3 separate regions of the Sus scrofa genome follow, and regions 2 and 3 are each linked to region 1. Evidence: chromatin contacts called from public HiChIP or PLAC-seq data. All regions are on one chromosome and are shown on one strand. The core of a region is the stretch at or near the end of the contact, and the rest is flanking DNA. Distances in the headings are between cores, read along the strand shown.

What was found. HiChIP or PLAC-seq counts read pairs in DNA pulled down with a chosen protein or histone mark.
Region 2: a contact with region 1 is called in an H3K27ac HiChIP or PLAC-seq map of skeletal muscle. The contact joins two enhancer-like sites. A contact is called at or near these places in 3 of 47 Hi-C or Micro-C datasets (embryonic fibroblasts, mesenteric adipose tissue and retroperitoneal adipose tissue) and 1 of 2 datasets of contacts at active chromatin or transcription factors (skeletal muscle).
Region 3: an H3K27ac HiChIP or PLAC-seq map of skeletal muscle shows a contact between it and region 1, with 17 times the contacts expected there. The contact joins two enhancer-like sites. A contact is called at or near these places in 4 of 47 Hi-C or Micro-C datasets (embryonic fibroblasts, fetal skeletal muscle, heart right ventricle and 1 more) and 1 of 2 datasets of contacts at active chromatin or transcription factors (skeletal muscle).

Annotation. Positions count from the first base shown.
Region 1 is chr7:111,431,243-111,435,464 of Sscrofa11.1, forward strand. All of the region lies in intron 1 of LOC106504536, which reads right to left. It also overlaps a transcript of FOXN3 not described here. Among named protein-coding and RNA genes, the nearest start is that of FOXN3, 92 kb to the left of the region's middle. Within about 2 kb of position 2,424, at least 8 of the 83 cell types and tissues checked have an H3K27ac peak or open chromatin away from gene starts, as enhancers often do. A contact at or near this core is called in skeletal muscle and subcutaneous adipose tissue, where this site is marked.
Region 2 is chr7:111,728,109-111,732,470 of Sscrofa11.1, forward strand. All of the region lies in intron 5 of EFCAB11 (EF-hand calcium-binding domain-containing protein 11), which reads right to left. Among named protein-coding and RNA genes, the nearest start is that of EFCAB11, 36 kb to the right of the region's middle. Within about 2 kb of position 2,548, at least 12 of the 83 cell types and tissues checked have an H3K27ac peak or open chromatin away from gene starts, as enhancers often do. A contact at or near this core is called in skeletal muscle, where this site is marked.
Region 3 is chr7:110,948,351-110,952,392 of Sscrofa11.1, forward strand. No RefSeq gene overlaps it. Among named protein-coding and RNA genes, the nearest start is that of TTC8, 220 kb to the left of the region's middle. Within about 2 kb of position 2,606, at least 30 of the 83 cell types and tissues checked have an H3K27ac peak or open chromatin away from gene starts, as enhancers often do. A contact at or near this core is called in skeletal muscle and subcutaneous adipose tissue, where this site is marked.

The DNA.
Region 1 (4,222 bases), core at 1,174-3,673:
CCTAGTCTGGGAACTTCCATAAGCCACACTTGTAGCCCTAAAAAGCAAAAAAAAAAAAGAAAAGAAAAGAAAAAAAAGATGAACCGATTTTATTAGTCCTGTGGCTCTGTTGATTCTATCTATGAAATGTGTTTTCTATTTCATTACTTTCTTATTTGTATTATTTCCTTCCTCCTACCTTTTTTAAAAAATGTAATTGCTTTTCTAACTTCTTGAAATTAATGCTTAGGTTATTTTTGAAGCCTCTCTGTTTTTTCTAATGTATATATTTGAGGCTATAAATATCCCTCTAATCAGGACATTAGCTGTATTCCACTTTCATTGTTATTAATTCCTAAATTTTACCTAATTTTCATAGCCATTTCTTCTTTGACCTATCATTGCTTAATTTCTAAGCATATGGGAATTTTTTCAGTTATCTTTTTCATTGTCGAATTTTAGCTTAATGCCACTGTTATCTGAAAATACACTCTGTATGATTTCAATCCTTTGAAATGTGCTGAGTTGCTTAATGACTCAGAATACAGGCCATGTTGGCAAATAGTTTCTGTGCCCTTGAAAGAAATGTGTATTTTATATTTGTTGAGTGTACTGTTTTATAATTAGATCAGGTGTGTTAATTAACTTTGTTTAAACTGTCTATGTTATAACTGATTTTTATGATCTGCTCATTGTCTCAGTTATTTGGAGAGATATGTTAAAATTTCTAACTATATCAATATCTCTATTTCCTCCCTGTAGGTCTCTCAAATGTGTGTGTGTGGGGGGGGGTAATTTTAAAGGGCTGACAAATTTGGAAATAGTATATTTTCCTGGTGAAATGAATCTTTTTTATTATGAAATATCACTTTCATCTCTAGCAACACTCCTTGCCTGTTAGAGGGTCTACTTTATCTGACATTAATATAGTTATAAGATCTTTTGGTGTTTTCATGGTATATGTTTTTACATCCTCATGTTTGATCCTTTTGTACTTTTAAAATAATGTATGTCTCTTTAAAGCAGTACAGACGTTTTCAAAAAATCCAGGCTAATAATCTTTAGCGTTTAATAAGAATATTTACTCTGTTTATATTTAATATAATTGCTGATATATTTGGGCCTAAACCCACTAGTTTTTATTTGTCTCACCTATTCAAGGGTCTTTTTGCTCATAATAATTTTTTAAAAGATACTTTTAGTATCTTTATTTCTGCATTTATTTATTTATTTTAGTATCTTTATTTCTGATGAACCTATTAGGTAGACATGGAATTCAGAGTCAACAGTTCAGCCACTTGAAATACTATCTATTTGCTTTTTACTTCTATTGTTTCAGTGGAAGGGTCAGTTGTCAATCTTACTGTTGCTCTTTTGAAGACAAGAGTTACCCATCCCTCCAGCCCTGGCTGCTTTTCAGCTTTTCTCCTTTTTATTTTCAGAAATCTTACCCTGTTGTTCCAAGGCGAAGTTTCTTTTCACTCATCCAGCTTAATGTCCTAGGGCTTCTCGATTCTGTGACTTTGTGTCATTTGTTAGTTAGTTTTGGAGAATCCTCAGCCATTTGCTTCTCAATTATTTCTTCTGTTCCCTTTTCTCTCTCCCCACCTACCAAAACTCCTGATACTTGTACATTAGGTCTTTCGTCTATATCCCCTGTACCATTCCATTCAAATTTCTGTGTTTACTGTCTATCATCTTGCCTCTCTGTGCTTCATTTGGGTATTTTCTTCTGCCTTATATTCTAGTTCACTAACTTTCTCTTCAACAATACCTACGCCACTGAATGCATCCATTTTTTGACAGCTTTATTAAAGCACAATTTATATACCATAATATTCACCTACTATAAGTGTATATTCAATGATTTTAGTATCAATTCAGTTATAAAAACCATCACCATCACCAATATCCAATCTTACAGGGATTTTTCACTACCCGCAAAATTTCATCTATTTAGATTTCAGTAACTATGTTTTTCAGTTCTAGGTTCTTATTTGTAATTTTCAGTTCTCTGGAAAATTTTTAAAGCTTCTCTTTTAATTCTTTGACTATATCAGTTACAGTTATTTGAGCGACCATATATAATTAATTCACTATTTGGATCCCTTGTAGGTATCTCTCTCTTATTTGTCAAATTTTTGTCTTGGTTTTTTATTATGTCTTGATTTCTCATATATCTAGTTATTTTTCATTGGGTGGCAGATATAGTCCATGAAAAACTCTAGTGAACATGAGGCTCCAGAAGATGTATCTTCCTCCAGAGAGGATTTTTGCTTTTGCTTCTGGCAGGCATCTAAGTTAGTGACACTAATCTGAAAATATTTTATTTTTGGCTTCAGTCCCTGTGAGAGTTTTTCTATTTCTGGTTCATCTTGACTCAGGGTTCCAAATGAAAGCTGAGGTTGTTTACTAGGGTTTCTGCTCCTTGGCAGGACTTGACTACAATTACCATTCCCCAAACCCCAGGAGTTTGTTGAAAGCTCTGCTAAGTGTCTAGTCTCTTAGCCACTACTTTTGGAATTGATGACTGTCTCAAGAAGAAGATCCAAATGCTGGGCTCACCTCTTAGGTGAGGGGAGTTTCCTCCCCCCAAATCTTATCTCTGCAATTCCTTATTGCCTTGATGGCTCTCCAGTGCTTCCAAACTGAGTTGCTGTTGTTGTAGTTTTTCCTTTTTAATTTTAAGCAGCTTTTCTCAGCAGAAAAGTTGGTCAAAACAAACTTGACCTACTATTGCCAGACATATTGACTACCATTGTTAAGTAAGGTGACCATAATTTATCATACACATCAAGATGCTTTTGAAAATAAAAGGAGGCAGTACTAGTGATTACACTGGGACAGTGCACATAAACCCAAACTACCACAAACAAATCAGGATATGTGGTAACTGCAGTAAAAATGCATGGAGCACTTTGCTTAAAAAATGTAAATTACTTTAATATTCACATTGGTCTTATTACAAATATGGAGATCTTCTCCCTTTTCTTTGTAGTGAGTGAATATTTGGTATTAAGGATACAAATGAACCCTTGCTCAGTGTAGGGAGAGACCACACAGTAGCTCATTATATCAGGAGACAGAGTTAACTATTCCACCCAGCCTGCTAGTTCATGAGCTCTATATCTCATTAATGTCCTTGGCCTAGACTTGGTACCTCCAAAAGTGTAGTTTTGGAAACTTTGCCAAAAAAGTTTTTTTCTATAGAGTTAAGAGAGAAGCCTTAGATTTGAGAAGAAAGTGAACATAATTTCCAAAGATAGTACCCTGCCCCCCCAACGACATCTCTTTTATTAGAAATGCTCTGCTCTCATCTGCCAGAAATTCTATGCCCTGCTCCATGAAGGAAACACATAATAAATGAAGGGTTAGCTCTGTCTTGGCTTTTGGGGGAGCTAGACTATTCACCTGGGTCATCTTCTAAAATGAACTCCTCTGGACTGGAGAGCTATTCTCTGACCAATGCCAGAGCTCAGCCCAAGGAGCTGCGCAATCAAATAAAATGTGGTTGATACCTAATTACAGACTCACCACATCTTGTATTTTGCAGCCTGACCCTTCCTGGAATTTTGATGATGCTATTCAGAATACACTTCCTTTTCTTCATCTGCACAGTTTAGATGGCTTGATTCGAAACAATCTTTTAGTACATAAACAGCCCAACATTTTTCCAAAACACAGGCTTTATCAGCATATAAAGTAATTTGCCACATGCATTGTGTTTGCATCTGAACAGGTGGATAATAGATTAGAGTTACTAAGATGTCAGTGTATTTTCCCATCCACAGTACAGTGCAGTCGAGAGAGAAAACTACTCTTTGAAAACAAAACAAATTATGATTCCAACAATTTAACTCAGGTCCATATGTCATTCTCATTTACTAAGACCAATAGCAACAGAAAATAAACGTGGAGCCTTGAAAACATTGAGCCTAGCAACAAAGTAATGAGTTAAACTCAAATAGAGAGTGATACTGAGGACAGTAACCCAGGGTTTGGTTTCGGGGAAATTATCTGTGGCCTTGAAGAATATTCAAGAGCTGAGTTCCTCTGTTTGCTGCTAAATACTGACCTCTTTCAGCAAAGAAAAAAGGAGGGCAAGGTCTCTATTTAAGAATTTGAGATACTGTAGATCAACTTATACTTTAATTGATTAAAAAGTGAAAAAACACAAACCAAAAAACTTGAGATAACACCAAGCCTCCCCCCCTTACCCCACATCATACCAAAAAACTCAAAA
Region 2 (4,362 bases), core at 1,298-3,797, 300 kb after region 1:
CATTTGTCTCTCGGGAAACGAGAAGCAGGCAAGGCAGCCGGCGAGTGGAAACCCGGCCTGCTTCTGCATGGAACCGGCCCAGGCACGCCTCTGCTCTGGCTGAGGTCTGCAGGTGATGTGCCTGGTGTGTGCACCCTCTCCAGCTCTGCTCTGGAAGGTACGGAGGAGCGCCTTAATTAACTGCCTCCCTTACACTGCAAGTTTCCTGATAACTGGGCAGGAATGATATTCCATGTTTAGTACGAAAGTTTATTGAGGATGAACAAGCATACGCTTGCCTTTTTTTTCTTTTTAGGGCCACACCTGCAGCATATGGAAGTTCCTGGGCCAGAGGTCAAATCAGAGCTGCAGCTGCAGCCTATGCCACAGCCACAGCCACACCGGATCTGAGCAGTATCTGCAAATTAACCCCACAGCTTGCAGCAATGCCAGATCCCCAAACCACTGAGCAAGGCCAGGGATTGAACCCGCATCCTCACAGAGACAATGTCAGATCCTTAACCCACAGATCCGAAGTGGGAACTCCCACTTATCCTTCTTTACACCCAAAAAGGCTCATCTTGCAGAACCGAGGATGGGAAAATAATGCCTCCGCATTGAATTGGGAATTAGGAGATGTGAGTCTTGATCTGAGTCTGTGTAACCTTGGATAAGTCATGAAATTCACTTAGCCTCCATTTTTTGAGCTATATAATGAGAGAAGGTATATTGAATTTCTAAAATCTCTGCCACCACCTGCTTCCTTGATTGTGTATCTCAAAGAATCAAAGATCTGAACCAATCAGATCTAACCAAAGACATTAGTTGTGCTATTTCTAAAAAAACGTACCTTACACACTTACGCTTTTAAATTATATACTGGCTAAAGCATCTAAGTAAGAGTGTTTTATGATTACCATTGCATTGAACTTTCTTCTGACTTGTTTCAATCTTTCTAACACAGAATATTCTGTGGAAAATTCAATTAAACCATCAGAGTTTTAAATGCAAAAAAAAAAAATGTTGTTACAGACAATCCTAGAACTGAGTTTTATAATATTATTAAAAAGAATATTTAAATTTAAATAATCTTGCTGTGCCTGAAATAAGGGCTGCGCATCAATTCCTGCCAAACAGAAGCATCCGGCTGCTTGATGCCTGCAGCTCTCAGAGGTGGGCTGCGGCTCTCCTGGAGTTCATCTCTGGAAGAGTAATGCTCGGTGAAAGTCTGTGGGGCAAACAAATGGATGGATGAACAAACTCTTAGTAACGCCTTTGCTATCCTACCTTTTGGAAATCTCATACTTGCGTCTCCAGTCTTACACGTTTAGGCAGATTCACACCAACAAGTCAATATCCCCAAGGATAGACAGGCAAATAGCTGAAAACCAGATCTATCTGAGTAGCTCTTTTACGAGTCTGAGTCTGCAAAATCCTTGTGAAATGTTACAACCTAGAAATATCTCTTCATTAGTGGAGCACGAGGCATTACCGGACACAAAGAGGACTTCCTGCCCTAAAGCCCTGGCTAAGTCCAGGGGTATCGTGTGGGGCTCAAAAACAACTGAGTCACCGTCTCTGCCTCAAAGGAGGGAAGTGTCGGGAAAACACCACCTAACAAACCCTCGGGATCTCATCTTTCACCAACTCTGGGGAAAAGTGATTACTATTCCCATTTTACAAGCTGGGAAAACTGAGCTCTAAAGAACTGATACAGGGAGTTCCCTGGTGGCCTAACAGTTAAGGATCCAGTGTTGCCATCTGGTGACGTGTGGCTCAGATCACTGCCGTGGCGCAGATTCGATCCCTGGCCCGGAAATTTCCATGTGCCATGAGTGTAGCCAAAAAAAATAGATGTAAGTGACCAAGGGGCGGTTATGAAATATGTAGGGAAATTCAAACCTGCTCTAGGGTTTTAAATTTCCTGACTTCCTGAATTGACAGGCAGTCTTTATCTAGGTGAAAGGAAGATTATTTAAATTTAAATAGTCTTTATAATATCATAAAAGTCAGTTCTAGGATTATCTGTTAAAAACATTTTTTCGACTTTGTTTCTTTTTTACTTTTTTTTACTTTTTAAAACTCTGATAGCTTTCCATAGCATATTCTATGTTTGGAAGATTGAAACAAGTCAGAAGAAAACTTCAATGGGATAATAAAATCATAAAATGCTATTACTTAGGTGCTTTAGCCAGTGTAAAATTTAAAAGTATAACTAAGTAAGGCCTTTTTTTTTTTTTAAGACTAGTACAAGTAACATCTTTGGTTAGATCTGACTGATGGATCCAGACCTTTGACGTCTTAACTCCAAGTCCTCTGTTTTTCTGGCCGCATCTCCAGGACACATTCAGGCAACAGACTATCGCTCTACGGGACTTGTTAGGCACTAAAAAACAAAGGCTTAAACAAACCTAGTCCACAAAAAGCACATTAATAGTTAAAAAAAAAAAAAGTAGTAATAATACAAAATAGTACTTCTTAGCTCTAAATTCCACACCTAAATAGACCCAGGAATACGGCACTAGCACACAGTATTGGCCTCACTTCTGTTCCCCAGCCAGCAGGCTACGGGCGAGTTCCAGAATGGAGCCGGGAGTTACACAACTATGCCATCTCCGACAGGCAAATCCTATGGGAGCCAATGACATATGTACAGAAGTTTACTAGAAATGTACTCTGCCGTCCATCAGAGATACTCGGTTTAGTTCCTAAATTTAGAAGGTGCAATAATTTGGGCATACGTTTTTGGTACTAATTTTTCAAAAACTAATAAGACAACATTTATTAAGAAAGGCTCTGGGCTAACTTCCTCTCCTTTCAGTTAATTTCTTATCAGAATTTTTAGCACCACCAACTGGCTAAAGAGACCAACTACAAATGTGCTTGGCTCTCAGTGGGCTTTGTTCATTAAAAGAAGATCATATAGATATTTCACGTTTAATTTATGGTAAAGCAATTTATTTCAATCACTAAATAAAATTAGAAATGCCTTTCCTTGTCAGTCAAATAAAAAATAATCCACTTTGGCTTTTTCACTTAAGAAGAAGGTATGTTTTGCTTAGTAAGTTATTAGAGAAAACTAAATCTACCCACTAAAGCTAATTTGATTTATTCTACCATAAGCTCACACTAAAAAGCAAAGACTAAGAACTAAATGAAAATTAGAAAGTAAGAGAGAGATAGCAACTAAGTGGTATTGAATACTATGCTTGCCTACAGTGTCCACAAAAGACATTAATTTAATTGGAACTAAAAATGATTGAGGAGGCAATTTCACATTTAAAAATTTTTGAGGAGTTTTTGTTGTGGCTTAATGGTAACAAACCAAATTAGTATCCATGAGGACGAGGGTTTGATCCCTGGCCCTGCTCAGTGGGTTAAGGATCCAGCATTGCCGTGAGCTGTGGTATAGGTCACAGATGCAGCTCTGATCCAGCACTGCTGTGGCTGTGATGTAGGCTGGCAGCTGTAGCTCTGATTGGACCCCTAGCCTGGGAACTTCCATATGCCATGAGTGTGGCCCTAAAAAGAAAATAAATAAATAAATAAATTTTTATCTTTTTTTCATCAAGATTCCTGACTCAGAGATGGATGCTGATATATGAACATGTGAATATGTACTGCCATTGCGCTTTCCCTCCTATTTAACTGAGACCCATCTAGCAATGGATGCCAGTGTAGAGACAGCACAACTGAACCATAGGGGCTCATCTGATTTCTGTACATCAGCTTGTGGAAATAAGTATTCCTGAAGAACTAGGTCCAATTTTTTTTCCCCCAAACAACCGATCTGTGGATAGAAGGTGTCTATGAAAAGGATATCCGGCCACTTGTCATGCCGAACTGGTAACCAGCAGAATGAATGGCACCACACTCTAACAAATTGGGTCACTAAAAGAAACTTCTCTAGTAGACAACGCGCAAGAAAGGAAAAGAAAGTTTCACCCAATTGATTCAAGTTGACTCTGATAACAGAGTTCTGTTAAAAGCTTTCTGACAGAGTTTAAAACTACCGTAATAATTTTACGATGACAGCAGTTTAAATGTCTACACAAATGCGTGGTCAAGTTCGTATGTTTTAAAGCCTCTGACTCTACATCTGAAATGGAAAGCCCAGAAAAGAAGACAATTTGCAACAGGCTCAGATAAAATGCAGGGCCAGCAGCTGCTCTACCCAATTTAACACACAACTTCAACATGCAAATTTTGATCAACTTCATTCTACTCCTTTGCTCCTTTATTTACTCATCGATTCATTCACTCAGGTACTCATTGACTATTCTCTCTCTGGCAAACACAGTTAAATGACTGCAAAAGGGAAATAAGAATAAGACTCTTCTGCTGTCCCCTCCTCTCTTTGGACGGGTGCCTGGTCATGCCATC
Region 3 (4,042 bases), core at 1,356-3,855, 480 kb before region 1:
CCACTAGGACTCTGTGGTGCTCTGCTGCTGTCTGCAGGGCCAAGCCAGAACTTCAGAAGCTTTCCTTCTGATCCACTGCTGCGTACAGGTCTACAGGGTCACAGGGAAATGATGCTGGCTGTTCTACCTTCTGCTCACCCTCCCTTCTTCTGAGATTGTGGTGTGTAAGCAATGGCCCTGATCTCCTCTTGCCTCTTGCAGGTCAAGTAATGAAGAAGAGTGTAAACCTAGAATTTTTTTGTACTCCCTGGTCTTTCTATGCACACCCCTAGCACATACCAGCCTACAAGGTAGAGAGTCAACATTCAATTAGTACTTGGGAATTGAGACATCACTTCATAATCTCAGGAAAGGTGAGAATCAGGTGCATTTTCACCTCCATCCCCCTGTTATTCTGTATCAGCCTTCAAGTCAGCTGAGAAGTTAGGCAAACTAAGGAGGGAGAAGATGGGAATACATAGCCTGCACCCTAGTACAGGAAGTTGTATAAACCACAACATCATTATAATTCCCAAATACAAGAAAGACCAAAAAAACAGCAATGAAAGGTTAAGATGGCTTAGATTTCTTAATACTTTCTTATAATTATAATTAATACAATTTTAATTCTTATAGTATACTTTCTTTTCTTCTTGCCTAGTTGCCATGCATACCAGCACTCCTCAGTCCTGTGTTCATGGCAGACATCACTAATCAATCCTGAAACTTTTCCTCAAATGGAACCTCCAAGATCACTCTCACCATAATGTGTCAGCTCTTCTGTTGGCAAAAGTTAGTACATAATCTTAAATCCACTTCATTCCTGCTCTTGACTTTTTAATTAAACTAATCAATCTGGAAAGATTCTTTAAGCAACAATTAGCTTAAATCTTCTAGGTAGGTAAGCCTCCTGGTTTCCTGGGTATGTGACTGTCAATTCTTCTTTTAAGGATGTCCATTGTTTTTTTTTTTTTAAATTACCCAGTGAATTTCATTACATTTATAGTTGTACAACAATCATCACAACCCAATTTTATAGCATTTTTTTTTCATTTGTTTTGCAGTTTTTGTTTTTTTTTTTCCCTGAGCAAAACATTTTGCTTTTTGGGGCCGCACTTGTGGCATATGGAAGTCCCCGGGGTAGGGGGCGAATCAGAGCTGCAGCTGCCGTCCTACACCACAGCCACAGCAGCACTGGATCCAAGCCACCTCTGAGACCTACACCACAGCTCACAGCAACAGTGGATCCCTTAACCTACTGAGTGAGGCCATGGATCAAACCCTCATCCTCATGGACACTAGTTGGGTTCATCACCACTGAGCCACAACAGGAATTCCAGATTCCCATGGTTCTTGCTACCCACATCACATTCCCGTGCCCATACTACCTTGGCTTATACTGAGAACGGATTCTTTTTCACGTTTACCTAAACTCTCTTCTGCATCTTTCAGAGAAAGATCAACAGAATGATGAGAAAATGAACGGGCTGTTTGGATCTTCTCAGCCTTCCGCAGCTTGTGTGCTATTTGGGAATCAGGGCAAAACAAATGACTTTGGACTTTCAGAGTTTCTTAGAGAAACTACTAGATTACTTTCTAATCTTACAACAACGAGGCTTCCACACGTATTAACCACAAGCCAAGGCCATGCTACATCTTCTCAAGGAGATGACGGGACTTTGACGCTAGATCCTCACGTCCCCCCAGTCAGGGAGGCACAGAAAGCTTCCTAGCCAGCAGAGAAGAGATGCGAATCAGAAGAAAACAGGGCCGAGAACGCAAGAAGGACAATTTGCTGGGTCATGAACTGAATCAGGTGTGTAAACATGGTTCCCTCTTACCTGACCCAGACCTTGTGGAATTAGGCCCTGCAGCCCCACCCACTCACAAACCTCTACAGTCCCACTGGCCAGGCCCAGCCTCATCCAGACAAGACTTTGCGTGGCGCTGGGCTCCTGTGTACACTAGGGGGTGCACACAGGCTTGTTATCCAGCTCGGCCCTGAGAAATTCTCACCGGTAGAGCAGGGAAAACATGATATGCTGGCCAGGAGCCACTCTTCCGCTCTGGAAAGTGCTGGAAGTGGAACGGGGTTTGGGATTGGAGTTGAGGAAGAAGCACGACATCCTTGTTAATTGCTCTAAGTTGTTTGCTGGTTTTATTTTCAGAGCTGACCTGGCTCCTGAGAGCTGGGGACGAAGGGAAGGTTACATAAGGTGGCAGGCGGGCTCCTCTGTGGGGCTGGCAGCCTGTCAGCCATCCCCAGGGTGAGTCAACACCTGGGAAATAGCATCCAAGGGCGGCTCTTTCAAGCTGGATGGAACTTTCTACCATTACACTGGAGCCACTGTTTGACCCACTCCCAGGCCAGGGAGGCAGGAGCTAATCAGGTCCCCGGGTAGTGTCCCTTTCTGGCACCAGTCCATGAAGGAGGCTCAGAAGGTTCTTTCGAAACTTTAGTGCTGGCGTTGGGGCAGCAGGGCAGTACTCTCAGCCCCAGCTCATTTCACACAAGAGACTTCTGCTCCACTGGCCTACTTTCAGGGTGGAGTGGATGGAGGCCAGCTTGCGGCCGAGCAGAGCCTTCTTCTCCACCCCGTTCTCCACCCCATTCTTCCAGAACCTTCAACAGAGGCTTTGTTCTCCCGGGCCAGAGAACAACGGATGGTGACCACAGTTTCCCAGCCTATCCAGGGGAAATGAGCAGAGGAAAGGAGCCCAGGGTTTTTATTGCCAAATATTTCTTTCCCTAGGAGGACAAGGCATTCAAATCACCAAGTGGAGATTGGAGTTGGTCCAGCCATAAACCAACTTAATGAACACTAATAGAGAACAGCAATGATTGTTGACTTCAAAATGCAAACAAGAACTTTAGACACTGATTCCTATCAGCTTGGTCAGCCTGCACAGATGCCACGGGCTGTTTTGACTGTTGCTTAGCAATGGGAAGTGCACTGTTCCTGTCTCTTATCACTGGAGGTAGAGGTAGGACAATGCACTTTATTGGACTGAATAGGTATGAAATTAGTTTATTCTTTCTCACTTGGAGAAGGCAATTGGTAGCAAAGAGAGTCACTTGAACCATGGGCGGTTTCGAGGTTGCGAGATGGCCCGCCTTTCCTGCCGTCTCAGTAAATCCCAATTGCCATGTGTTTTTCCTCTACAGATAAAGTTTGAACTTTTGCTAGGAGTGTCCATCCTCTCATTAGCGAAAATAGCTTCCAAGAGAGACCTACAGACCAGAGTGGGGGTTAAGTTCAGGACAGTGAAGTCAAAGGTGCAAAGTTCAAGGGGGGTGCCCCCCAAATCAGTCATCAAAATAAATCATATTTTTGCAATATCTTTAATGCCAATTAATGAAAAAAAGAGTCATGGTGAATAAAAGTTTAAAGGAAGACAGCATCAGTATCACTGACTTTTTTCCTTTGACTGCAGGTTCCACTAGGGCAGTGCTCAGCTCTGCCACAAACATTGTTCCTGCTTCACACATGTTTACAACACAGAAGACTTTTGGAGCTGCTTTTTCTCAAAAGAGTGATTGTGCTGTGCGGGGTAGAGGATCCGGTATCTGGGCAGAGGGCTTCCCTTCCTCTGTGGGAAGAAGACCTTCCTGACGCCTTTGAGCAACCCCTCTTCCATGACAGGGCGACCTACCTATGCTTCCAGGATTGTGTCACAGAGAGCCCTAAAGTGCCAGGACTCTGCTGAAAGTTGTCTAACTATTCCTAAAGCAACAGGGACAGGCCTAGAGCTGGTAGTTTATGGTAAAATCATCTCCTCTTTGTTTTTTAGTATTAACAGTAACTCTTGCATATTGGGAAACTTTAGGTTGAATACTACGGACTTGCCAATATTCAACTTTTTTTTTTCCACTTCAAATACATATGGTTTAATCAAATGCATGCCAAGAATGGTAACCTGAAGAATGGATCCCGAAGATGTCCCCATACTAATCTCTGGAACCGGTGAATGTTACCTTACAGATGAGAACGTGTGCAAGAGAGCGCCACCTAGGGGTAGATCTAACCAAAGACTTGTAAGTCTTTCCTGAAAAAATTATAAG